Regions from separate parts of the Gossypium hirsutum genome. Here region 2 is linked to region 1. The links are chromatin contacts, called in public Hi-C maps. All regions are on one chromosome and are shown on one strand. The core of a region is the stretch at or near the end of the contact, and the rest is flanking DNA. Distances in the headings are between cores, read along the strand shown. Region 1 has its middle 25 kb from the start of LOC121203696. Region 2 holds the start of LOC107953007.

What was found. Hi-C and Micro-C count contacts between places; a contact is called where the count stands out from the background.
Region 2: a Hi-C map of leaf shows a contact between it and region 1, with 3 times the contacts expected there. The contact joins the promoter of LOC107953007 here to the enhancer-like site in region 1. A contact is called at or near these places in 8 of 34 Hi-C or Micro-C datasets (anther, hypocotyl, leaf and 1 more).

The regions. Positions count from the first base shown.
Region 1 is chrA07:28,323,522-28,326,728 of Gossypium_hirsutum_v2.1, forward strand. No RefSeq gene overlaps it. Among protein-coding and RNA genes, the nearest start is that of LOC121203696, 25 kb to the right of the region's middle. Within about 2 kb of position 1,955, at least 3 of the 9 cell types and tissues checked have an H3K27ac peak or open chromatin away from gene starts, as enhancers often do. A contact at or near this core is called in hypocotyl and leaf, where this site is marked.
Region 2 is chrA07:28,359,115-28,362,751 of Gossypium_hirsutum_v2.1, forward strand. LOC107953007 reads left to right here and starts at 1,636. Exons shown (of 2, transcript XM_041117900.1): 1 at 1,636-2,655; 2 at 2,805-3,118. The coding sequence starts at 1,926. The coding sequence ends at 2,890.

The sequences.
Region 1 (3,207 bases), core at 705-3,204:
TATTGGTGCTACGTATGTCATGGCTAATCGTGATTATACTTGGAAATAATGTATGTCAAATTACTAGTTGATTCATGGAAAACTATGAAATAGGTGAAATTTACCTTAAAATAGATGCTGACAGCAGCAATGATGTGAGTTTGAAAAATCACTAAAAATAGTAGAAATGAAATTAAATAATTAATAAATTATGTAATTGAATCTTGATGAGTCTATTTTCATATGAAAGAAAAGAAACAACCATATGACCCGTATTTTATGAGATGTTTAAGTTTTCGTGAAACAGGGCCAGAGCGATTTCTGGATCCCCTGTTCTGACTTTGGAAATTCACCATAAATTAACCAGAGATAATTAGAAGTCATTATTTATATGTACAGATTCATTTTTGAGTCTAGTTTCATTAGAAACAAACGACATAAGTATTGAAGCCCTGTACAGGGAGATATCTAAGTCGTAATGCATGAAGGTCAGAGTAGTCGAACCCTGAAACATGGGAGACTTTAACTAATAAACTGTACTAATTGGCCCGACCAAAAATTCTAGAAAAAAATTAGTAAATGCATGTATGAGTCTAGTTTCAGGAAAAATTTACAGAATTGGATTTCGAGTTTTGAAACTCGAGATATGATTTTTAGAGTGACTGTGATGCAGTTAGCCAGCTCGTCTGGAAATTTTAAAAATGAATTGTATGAGCTGTTTAAGGAATTAAGTCCGTTAGCACATCGTGTTCGACTCCGGAAACGGTCTCGGGTACGGGGTGTTACAGGCAGAAAAGCAATTTTGATAAAAACGAATGAAAACGAAAACGAACATCAACAAAAATTTAATGACAAAATTCAATCAGAAACAATGAAACACACAACTTCCCTCGACAAAACAACTATAAGTGAAAGAGGGAAAAAAAAGAAACAGTTTAGTTAATTAAAAAAATTTAACAGAGTAGTATAAAAATATATTTCCTTTTCACTTACACAGAGACTCAAACACAACATTAAAGGCATACAGAAGCTTAATCACTGAACCTCTAAGCTCATCGTTAACATAAGTTAACGCAGAATAAGACTTAAGTCACAAGTTTAAAGATAAGGGTTCAACCAAAGCAAAATAGCAAAATTTTTCAAAAGTGAGACTCAAACCCCTAATCTCAAACACATAAGTAAAACACTTCAGCACTAAAGCAAATACTCAATTACAACAAAATTTAACAAACAAACATTCAAATTTTTGAGGCGTTACATTTAGGGTTGTTCGTTTGGTAAGGGTTAGCTGTCGAGTGTTCTCGCAATTAATTTACACTCGGAGGGATTGGTGATATGAGATGTCCTCGATCATAATTGACTTATTTGTTGTAGGAGAAAATTCAGTGTCCAAGATCAATTTGAAGCTAAAGCCTAAATCGTGCCTGAAGCTAGAGTGTCATCACATTAGTTTATTTAATCTTATTTCGTTCTGCTTCTTTTATTGTAATTTCGATCTTGATTTGTTTTTTTAATCAAATTTAATTCCCGTTTATTTCAGACAAGTTGACACGAGTCATGGGCACGACAGCTGCCAACGGCGTGTTCTAGTTATAAGGAAATATAATTTTAAATATCCAATTCCTATGAGATCGATCTTACTCCTTATAATACTATTTATATTCTATTTAGGTATAGGAATTTTATTTTTTTTTATTTTTTATTTTTTTTGACACCATCAAGAAATATTGATAATATTTATTTAATTACTTTTTTAAAATGTGTTAATAATATATTCAGAGGATATCCTCTTGCAGGCACAATAATGGGTGAAGGCCCAGGCGATGCGGCCATTGCCAGAAACATAAAATATTGGAGCAATCGCCAACAGTTTGATTCCAAAATCCAAAATATTAGATAGGTGATGAAGGCCCATAATGAAACATCACAGGGCACATGTTGACCACCAAGCCTACCCAGTCGTCCACTCAACTTAAATTTCACCCCGTCATGAAGAGGATGAAAGCCTGGGTCAAGTTTTGCCACCATGGACTCTTAACAATGTCTAGCCCTACCTTCTTTGACGGCATTTAATAATGCCCATCAGTTTTTGTTTTGTTTTTTTTTTTTTTTGCTTAGCTTTTTCATTATTCAAATGAGATTAAGAGGAATAATTGGATCTCCTAGTTTAAGCAAATTAGTTTTTCTATTTCCACCTCAAAATTTAATATAATTATTGAATATTAAAATAACTTTTTTAAAGTGGAATGTAGATAAATGTTTTTCAGGAGAATAAAAGTTTGAAAAAAAGAAAAAGAATATTAAATTTGCATTAGGAGTAGAAGGGATTTGTAGAGATGTGATATTAGCCTCACATTTAGATTGCTAATTAATTGCATCCATTTCCTTCCACAAACAAAAAGGGAAGCAGACAGAACAAAATCATGGAAGAAGATGCCTACCTATCTTAACATTGCATCCCGAATTAAAATATATATATATATATATATTCCCATCTCTGTGAAATGTTTTTTTATTTATAAAACTATATAGTTTTTTTGGAAATAAATCAATCAACCCCAGTCAAACTTCTATTTCTTCATTCAACCCCAATCAAACTATTCACAAATTTTTCTCCCTTATTTTTGGCCCCTATATGGAGAAACCATTGTTCATGTCTTGTTTAACTTAAGCGTGGATATGTTTGGCTTCTTTTTTTTAAACATTTTTCAATTATTTTATTTTAAAATGCAACATTTTGAAATCTCTGTTTACGTATTTATTTTGTTTGTATAAATAATCTTTTATAAAAATTTAGATTATTTAAATTTCACAAGTTAAAAATAATTATAAAAGAATAATAATTAAGTAATATGAAAATATGAAATATGAATTTATTAGATATTAAAATTCTATATTTTTAATAATATGAAAATATATATTAGAATTAAGGGTAAACTACACCCAAGGTCACTCAACTGTTAGTAAGTTTATGTTTTGATCACTCAACTTCAAAAGTTACAAAATGATCACTAAAGTATTCGAAATTTCATTTAAATCATTGAACTATTCAAAAGTTTTAATTTAAGTCACTAGGCTATTAAGTGTTTTTTTCTTTTTAAGTTTAGGTTGCAAGCTCTAAGTAATGATTTGACAATCAATATGGTGGATCAGTACCCATTGACAAATAGGATAACATACCTTAGATACAAGTCAATTTGATGGTCAATATCGAATATTAGGGAAGAA
Region 2 (3,637 bases), core at 386-2,885, 35 kb after region 1:
AAAAAAATTATAAAATATAAAATGAATATAGTAAATATTAAAAAATAAATATTTAAAAAATTACTAATAGTTGAGTGATCATTTTGTAAATTTTTATAATTCGATAGCCAAAAAATCATAGTTAAGTGACTACTAATGTAATTTAATCTAGATATAAAAATATGAAAAATAATTATTATATTTTATGCATATTATATATTTCCATAGAAAAACTTATTTAACATAATTATATACTATGTTTAAATAGATTATTTATATAGTCAAAATACATCTGAAATAAATTTATCAACATTCATTAGGTGATGAAAATTAAATTAAAATTAGAATTAAAAAATTAATGAGTATAGTAAAATATTAAAAAATAAATATATAAAAAAAGAGATATCAATTTTTTTAAAATTACAAAAAAATACTATTTGAGTACCAAATACTCACCATTTATTTATTAATCAAACATGCATAACATAAAATAAAATAAAATTTAAAAGTATAACTTCTAAATTGAAATAATAGAAAATTATTTTAAAAATTAGAATTGCATAGATATTAACTTCAAACATTTAAAATTGAATAGAAGATTATTGCATGTACAAGTTTCATATGTGTAATTTTTTTTAATAGTCCTTTTGTATATGCTAACAATTTTAAAATGCAACAAGTTTAAAGGATCTCAAAAGATAATTTTATAATATGAGAAAATATTAAAAAATATAAAAAATAGAATTTTTTTTGTAAAAAATTATAAAAGATAGTATAGCCTTTAATCTTATGTTGTTAGTTATAATAGGAATGAATCTCACATTGTCTAGAAACAAGTTGCAAACCTATTCATGGCTCTATATATACACACATCTCACATCCTATATTAGTTAAGAAAACAAGAGAAATGAGAGTTTATATAATTATTTATTTTGTAAATTTTATTTCCATATTAATTTGTAGCACCTTAAAATAAAAAATCTATTTTTTATAACAGCTTATCCTTGTAAATTTTTAAAAAATCATTTTTTATAATATTAAAAAAAAAAGAGTACGCCCATATCAACGTATTTTTACGGTTCAACACATTTTTTTTTTAAATTCTCTTAAAATAATTTCACGTGGATGTATTTTAAAATTTTTAACCCAATCCACCATTTTCATAAACAATGTTGGAAATGAGTTTTTGTTTTTTTGGGTAAAATAGTCATAAAGAAAAGCCTCATTTGTAAAAAAGAAAGTGAAAGTATAAATAAAGAAAAGGAATGGGCAAAAAGCAATGGCACAGTATAGTGTACAATGATTTCGAAACAGAGCTAGGTTATGGGAAATCGTGAGGGCAGGTTTCAATCTTTGGTACCTTGTTGACACGTAGTGAGTCGTGACTCGTGACCCGGTTATGAATGAAGTAGAGTGGTGTTAGCAGCAGGAAAAGAATTTGTGTGGAGCTACGTGTCCTTGAGCAGATCTCTACGTCATTTGGCTCAATATTGCCATGTGTAAATAACTTGTAATCATTTTTAATAATTATTCAAAAAAAAAAAGCCATATGGTCCGAAGCTTCTTACTTAACTAATTTGATTTAAAACCAAAATTACAATCCCAACCTTCTGCCAACTACCAAAAAGGAAGTAAGAGGAAGTGATTGAGCACCGAAATGGGTATCTCTGTAATTAAAGGCTTCAAATTTTCTGCGTATAAATTTGGTTGTTCAGAGTGAGGAGTGTGTTTATTTTACTTTTTATTATGAAATCAGAAATTGATGAATGATTCATAAAAAGCCCAAACGCCACACCTTGTTAAATAATGTATAGCCAGCCGGTCTTTTTGTTTTCTCTCTAATATATCACTTTGATAACAGAAAAAAGAAGAAGAAAAGCACACTTCAACTTCATCGTTCTTTTAGTTTCTTTTTCTTTCTTTTTTTCTTTTTGTTGTTGCGAAAGATGGCTTCAGATGAAAGTATGACGGTTGTTTCGTCCATGGTGGAAGATGACTATGACGATATTGATTTTGGGTTTGAGCATCAGGCCCATACATATAACTTGTCGAGGCTTTCCATGTGTACCAGTTCCATGTACACGAACGAGGATGATGATGATGATGATGATAATCTGGGGATGTATCTGTCGAGGTTGTCCTTTGATGCAGATGTTGATGAAGAGTTCCGTGGCAAAGAATTGCTTCAACTCTCTTCTGACTCCGACAAGGAACCTAGCTGCTACTCTCTTCCCGCCACCCCACCTCGCCGGAGGAACCGAAAAGCGGTGTTGTCTCAGGAGCTGACGGGAGTGGCGAAAGATTACGCAAGTGAAAATGAAGCTCAAAAGGGTGGTTTAAGAAGGTCAAAAGGGAACAACAAGTCGAGGAAGAGGAGGATTACTAGAGATAGATGGGAAGATAATGAGAGTAAAAGCTGCAGCAAGAAGAAAGATGGAGAATTAATTGCAAGTTACAGCAACCATAGTGGAAGTTTCAGTGGGGAAAGTGAAGGGGGTAGTGCGGGATTGGTGGTGATTACAAGGCCCAAAGGTGGGCAGAGGTCGCTGTGTATGGACTTGGAGGAAGTGAAGGCGTGTAGGGATCTTGGGTTAGAGTTGGAACATGAGCGTATGTTGGAGATGCCTAGTAGCGGTGGCAATTCTCCGATCGCCAACTGGCGTATCTCTAGCCCTGGTTAGTCAAAATTACCTTTAATTTGGACCTTTATGCTTTCTTTTCTAAACCTAACAGGAAACTTGGGAACTACTGATTGTTTGATTTATATAAAGGCTCTGCATAGCATTTTCAGTTCATCTGATGGGATGTTTACTCTGTAATTTTAGGTGATGACCCAAGAGATGTGAAGGCTCGGCTCAAGGTGTGGGCACAAGCTGTGGCACTTGCATCCACATCTAAACATTGCAGCTGACTAACTGCTGCGCTCGACTATCATCGTTGTTTCCATTAAAAAACCCTTTTCGATTTTAGTTTCTTGCTTCCTAAAAAACCAAGTTACACTTATGTACAGCTTTCCACTTGTAAATATAAACACTGTGGATTATGAAGCTAGATGGTAAGCTTAAGCTTAAGTTACACTTTGTAAGCAGCAAGACTGAAGGCTAAAGCATAATTTCAGTTTCGAGCAGTGTTTGTTGTATCAGTTCTCTGTTGTCATTCTTCAGTTTTGACTTGGATATGGTTTTAGGTACAGTGTTCCCAAAAATTGCTGTTGTGTTAGAAACAAAAAGAATTTGTTCTAAATGACCTCTATTCCAACCAAACAAATCGCAGTGCCCCCACTGTAAACAGAGTTAAGCTCAAAGGTAAGATCGGGGCAAACTTGAAAGCTAAGGGTACTGATCGATGGCCTAAACTCAAACAATTATTATTATTTTAAAACCTAAAATCTAACAAATCAATTATCAGAAAGTAGCATTGTCTATATCTGCTAAGAGAACCAGGCATTTGCTCCGTTAATGACCAATGCTAATGTAGTTATGACATGGATGACAAATTATATTGAGAAGATTACAGCCGCAAATGTTAGTTATATGCGGCTCAGGAACATCAGATCAATCTCACCTAAGCAGTTATGAAGGTTACTTGCCCTTTTAAGCTTTAGTCCCTAAACCCTTTTATGGTCAATGTATTGAGTTGATCAAACACTTAGAAGTCT